Linked DNA regions of Mus musculus: region 1 is linked to region 2. The links are chromatin contacts, called in public promoter capture Hi-C maps. All regions are on one chromosome and are shown on one strand. Each heading gives the region's core, a stretch centred on a gene start, on an enhancer-like site or on the middle of the called end of the contact. The rest is flanking DNA. Distances are from core to core; before and after follow the strand shown. Region 1 holds the start of Tspyl4 (TSPY-like 4). Region 2 holds the start of Fbxo30 (F-box protein 30).

Region 1 (3,092 bases), core at 289-2,788, about 23 Mb after region 2:
GTTAAAGAATAACTCAGAAGTCACAGAGTGTATTATAGCAGTGTTTATGTGTTTACATAGGAAGTTAGCGATACATTTATTTCACCTCAGTAAGGCAAAAAGAATATTTGTTAAGAGAAAAAGGAAAGGGGGACAGAAAAAGAATTGGTATTTGTGTGTACATTTTAATTTTATTTAGATAATCAATTGATTTTCCTTTTTTTCTTTCCTTTTTTGGGAGATAGGGCTAGGAAGAGGCAGGCCAGCCTGGACAACTGTCTTTGAGTGAGAACACTCACCTTTGGCATAGAAAGAAAGAAAAAAATCAAGCTGCATGATATGCCATGTGTTGTTCTCACCACCTCAGAGTCTTAGGCGAACCAGGAGCCATTATTTCCCTCATTAGAGTTCTTAGGGTAATGTTTTTTGTTTTTGTTTTTTTTCTTTAAACCCCTATTCAAAGACTCTTACTGTAGTGTAACCATATTCTGGGAGGAATCAATTTCCCAGGGCAAAGAACTCTAAAGCTTTGTTCTAATAGAAATTCAAACATTAAATATGCAAAATTTAAGTTTCTGTTTTTTTCTATCCCTTAAGGATTAACATCCGAATTCTCAGACTTTAGCAAACTGAGAGACCGTGGTGATTAAATACATAAATAGCTTTTATTTATTTAAATAAATGATTGAGTAAATAAATAAATACATTTTCTAAATTGACTTGAATGAATGACCCTTCTTTTTTAAAGTAGATTATTTTAAAGACACAGTTGCTTAAGTGTGTGAAAAACCCTGATTGATTCTACCTTCACAAAGGCAAATTTGGGCAAATGTTAGTTGGCTCCATACCCACAGGCATGAAGCAGAACCTAAGATCATAAACCAAGGCAAAGGAGGATTAATGTGTATCGTTTTAGAAATTGAATCCTCTGAGGTTACATTTCCTTCACTAATTCTCAGGGGCTAACTGTGTATATGGCATGCGTTGTGGCCACCTGTAAATAAGGCGCGGTTTACTATTTATTTAAAAGTGAAGAAATATCCAATTGCTTTGTAAATGTCGGCCAATGTATACAAACATCAAAATCTCTGCAGAAATCGAAATTAACCTTAGGAATGTCTTGTTTGCTTGAAAGTAAAAACAACGACGACACTTTTTGCCCCCTAAATCTGATTCTGCGCAGCTCCTCAGTAGCCGCTATGAATCGAATCTGTGTCCGAAATAAGGAGGGCCTGTGAGCTGGTGAATTCGCTTCTCTATTCCTGGGAAGCATGAATAAAATCTGACTTTATTAGACAATAGGTTCTATTTTAAAATTTATTTTGAGACATGGTTTAGATACTGTCGAAATTAATTAGAGACTTACGAATAGACGTAAAATATAATTCGACATCCATTTATGTACTCAATTTCCCAGATGAGATTAAATTTACAGCATCATTTAAAAAGACAAAAAGAACACACTTGATCGACAAAATTACCTGGATTGCCAGTTCTCGCGCTACGGTTAGTTGCAGCTGGTATCCTGACGTCACAGGTTGCCATGGTAGCACCAGCCCAGAAGGAAAAGGGGTGGAGCTAAGCACTCACTGCGGTTTTGCGCTGCGTCTGCAGAGGACAAGGAAAGCTCTGCAGGGCTGTCAGCTGCCAAAATGAACGGCGTGGAAGGGAACAACGAGCTATCTCTCGCTAACACCACGACCCCCTCCCATGCCTCCGAAGATCTGGATCTGAAGCAGGACCAGGGGCTCCAAGAGGAAACCGACACAGTGCGGGAGATGGAGGCTGCAGGTGAGGCCGGTGCGGATGGAGGCGCGTCTCCGGATTCCGAGCACTGCGGCCCCGAGCTCTGCTTCCGAGTGGCTGAGAATAGTTGTGCTGCGGCAGCGAGAGGTCTGGAGGATGCTCCGTCTCCATCAAAGGGCGGGGACGCACCCTCAGCCCCTGTGGCAGCCGACGACAGCAGTAAAAATGGCTGTCAGCTTGAAGGGCCTCACAGCCCTGCTAAACCGAAAGCCCTGGAAGCCTGTGGTGCGGTGGGCCTGGGGTCTCAGCAGATGCCGGGGCCGAAGAAGACCAAGGAAATGACGACTACCAAGTGCGCCATCTCTGTGGCCACCGGCAAGGAGGGAGAAGCAGGAGCGGCAATGCAGGAAAAGAAGGGGTTACAGAAGGAAAAAAAGGTAGCTGGAGGAGGGAAAGAGGAGACTCGACCCAGAGCTCCGAAGATCAATTGCATGGACTCGCTGGAGGCCATCGATCAAGAGCTGTCAAATGTAAATGCGCAGGCTGACAGGGCCTTCCTCCAGCTGGAACGCAAATTTGGGCGGATGAGAAGGCTCCACATGCAGCGCAGAAGTTTCATCATCCAAAACATCCCAGGTTTCTGGGTCACCGCTTTTCGGAACCACCCCCAGCTGTCACCAATGATTAGTGGCCAAGATGAAGACATGATGAGGTACATGATCAATTTAGAGGTGGAGGAGCTTAAGCAGCCAAGAGTAGGGTGCAAATTTAAGTTCATCTTTCAAAGCAACCCCTACTTTCGAAATGAGGGGCTGGTCAAAGAATATGAGCGCAGATCCTCAGGTCGAGTGGTGTCACTCTCTACGCCAATCCGCTGGCACCGGGGTCAGGAACCCCAGGCCCACATCCACAGGAATAGGGAGGGGAACACGATTCCCAGTTTCTTCAACTGGTTCTCAGACCACAGCCTCCTAGAATTCGACAGAATAGCTGAAATTATCAAAGGGGAGCTGTGGTCCAATCCCCTACAATACTATCTGATGGGCGATGGGCCACGCCGTGGAGTTCGAGTCCCACCAAGGCAGCCAGTGGAGAGTCCCAGGTCCTTCAGGTTCCAGTCTGGCTAAGCTCTGCCCTCGTGAGAAGCTCTTGCAGAGGAGTCCTTACCACCTCCTCAGCTTGGCCAGCAGCATGCAGCCTTCTGTCTGCTTTCTCTTCCTGTTGGATTGTGTTCATTGGTTCTTCTAAGTCTCCAGTAGTTTCAAGATTGTGGCTTTCAAGTCTTTGCTCTTCTTTCTCTGGGCCATCACGATGTTCTGCATATATATATATAATGGTGTTCCAAGTGCATGGCCTTCAAACTGCTT
Region 2 (2,780 bases), core at 54-2,553:
CAGAGGCTTCTGTTTGCCCTGACTCCTACTCAGCTTGAGGTGGGAGATGACCTAGTGTCAACTAGGTGATTTAGAGAGGCAGAAAGCCCCAAAGTACAATCAATCAGTATGGGAATGTTGAAGCTGTAGAGAGCCTTTGGGATTCCCTGCCGCAGTCCCCTTATTTTGCGGAAGGGGATGTAATGGAAGGATGTGTGACTCAATCGCGACCACCTGTCATGCACAAGCAACTCTCCCACCATTTCATCTGTCTGCTTCACTTTTCTTACCTGGCCCCTTTGGGTCTCACGCTCTGGGCTGACCGAAAAGCGCCTACCTCCTACAGCCAAAGCAGGCAAAAAAAAAAAAAAAAAAAAAAAAAAAAAAAAATACAGCGTCCTAAGCACCCCACATATAAGCACTAAATATTTCAAAAATCTGAATGTCTTCATTAAACCAAACCAAACCCCTGACCTTTACAGTGTGCTCAGTCTTAAGCTCCCCAGGGTTTTGTGTAGTTGTATGAAAGTGCTGGTTTTTAAGGTGAAGGACGGTGACTCTCGTGAGCCACCGTTTCCAACAGCTGGGGAGTAAAACTGCAGTCACCAGAACGGCCACCCAAGGGGGTTTTCTCACCTCCGCCCCTCCGCCAGCCAGGGCCAAGGCTCCTTCACGGTGGCTTTGAGGTGGGAGTTGGCAGGAGGCCTCCAGACGGGGTGGGCGTCGGTGACATCACCGTCCCTCAGCCTCACGCCCGGGCCTGGCGGTAGTAACGGGGACGCCTACACGCGGGGTGTGTAGCCCTGGATGGCCACGGGAAAGCTCCGGCCCTAAGACGTTTCCCAGAAGCCGCGCCGCGCCCTCTGGAGGCCGCGTGGCTCGCCCCACCGAAGCCGCCCGCCGCGGGCTGACGAGCAGCAGAGCCCTTACAAGGGGAAACGGGTCACAGAGCAGAGCGGTCACCGAGTCACAGGGCTCGGGCACGTGAGGTGGTGGCAGTTACCACCGACAACGGGGGCTGACCTATTTCCTGCGAGTGCGCGCTAGGAGGACGGGTCGCGCTCCTGGGCCTGCGTCCTCCACAGTGCCACAGGGGCTCGGAGAGTCCTTCCAAAAACAAACAAAAAGCAAAGGCGCGAAAGGCGGACCCGGCAGGGAGCACCAAGGGAGAGGCTGCCCCGTGGGTTCTCTGCGCTCGGCCTGACCGGCACAGGACAGCGTGCGCATCCTCGCCCGCTGTGCGTGCGCGTGCCCGCTCACCCGCTGCCGGGCCGGGGGGCGGGGCGCAGCGGGGCGGGGCGGGGCGCGCGAGGAGGGCGGTGGCGGTTGGAGGCCGAGGAGAAAAGGCGGCGGTCCGGGCAGGGCGGAGGCGCAGAGGATTGGGACGGGACGGGCCCCGTGCGTGGTCCGGTCCGGTGCGGGGACGCTGCGGAGCCGCCGGGCGCTAAGGCCAGAGAAGCCAGGGTTTGAGCGGCGCTTCGGCCCGCGCGGGCTGGTGAGTGTGGCGAGGCCGCGGGAGGCTGGCGCGGGGACGCGGGCGGGCGGGCGGGCAGCGGCCCGGACGGCGCGGGCCCCGGGGGCGGCGGGGCCGGTGGAGTCGGCGCAGTTCAGAGGCTTCCGTCCGGCTGGCCCCGTCCGGGTCGCGCCCGGCCGCCCGTGTGGCCTGCCCTTGAGGCTCCCGGCAAATGGCGCCCCGACCCCCGGGGACGCGGAACCGGGTGAGACCCCCACCTCCGCCCCCACCCCCACTGAGCGCAGAGGAGCCCCGGGGGACCCCGGAATGCGTGGCTCGCACCCTCTGCCTCGTAGGGACTTGAGGAGTTTGGGCGCAAACGGGTTAAAGGACGGCGAGGCATCTCCAAGTGTCTCCGCGGGATAAGCGAAGTTGGTAACTTTTCCATTCATGGAAGTGAGAGGCGCGGAGGCTTAGCTGTGGCCCTGGTTAAAGCGAGACTTAGGGATCACCCCCCCCCCCCCCAAGTTCCTGGGTTCCAGCTCGTGGAGTCCCAGATTGGAAGCAGGACAGGGAACGCACGGCGGATTCAAAGTCACTCGGGGATTACATTTTAACCTCGACGGAGGCCTGTGTTTGCCGCGTTTCTCCTGCTCCCCTCTCCCTTCTTTGAGTCCCGTGGTAAATCCCGGATAAAATAGATGCTTGGGAAGGAATTGACCTTTTCTTCCATGATTGCTTTGTTGACTGTGATCCAAGATGAAGTTATTTACGGGCATTCTGGTATCAAAGAGGGTTAACGTTTTTAAAACGAAGTCTCAAAAAGTTTCTGAGGTTCTTTTTTTTATTTGTTCCCTGCTAAATTTCAGGCAAAGTAAGTTACATTAACACGCTCTGCACGCTTTTATGTTAGTTTTCCCAAACAATCCTGTGTTGACTGACAAAGAGACAAAGGATACCATGAAGTATCCCTGTTTGATTTTTCTAAAGCATACAGTTTCGTTGAATCACTCTTCTTTATGCTTAGTCACTGTTTCTTGCTGTAGTAGTTTAGTTGAGGACAACATGTTTTGCTAACTTCTTAGATCACCAGTTTATACCCGATACTTAACATAGGGACATAAGCTTTTGTGTGTGTGTGTGTGTGATTCTAGAAATAGTAGGTGTTTTATGAATGATATAAGAAAACTGGAACTCTAATATTTCTGAATGTTTAGATTTAGGTTTAAAGGGTTTTTTGTTTATTTTTTGTCTTAAAATATAAAATACTTAAATAAAATATTCTTTTAAAAGTAATATTGCATAAAATAATTGCTAACACTTCCCATATGGCTTGAGAGGTGCTTTA

Evidence for each region. Promoter capture Hi-C pulls out the DNA fragments that hold promoters and counts their contacts.
Region 1: a contact with region 2 is called in a promoter capture Hi-C map of pre-B cells. The contact joins the promoter of Tspyl4 here to the promoter of Fbxo30 in region 2. A contact is called at or near these places in 3 of 39 promoter capture datasets (cranial neural crest, frontonasal cranial neural crest and pre-B cells).

What each region holds. Positions count from the first base shown.
Region 1 is chr10:34,295,883-34,298,974 of GRCm38.p6, forward strand. Tspyl4 (TSPY-like 4) reads left to right here and starts at 1,539. Exons shown (of 1, transcript NM_030203.2): 1 at 1,539-3,092. The coding sequence starts at 1,632. The coding sequence ends at 2,852. Gm26564 (a long non-coding RNA gene) reads right to left here and starts at 1,542. Exons shown (of 5, transcript XR_871568.2): 1 at 1,461-1,542.
Region 2 is chr10:11,280,027-11,282,806 of GRCm38.p6, forward strand. It overlaps Fbxo30 (F-box protein 30), which reads left to right and starts at 1,304. Exons shown (of 3, transcript NM_027968.3): 1 at 1,304-1,474.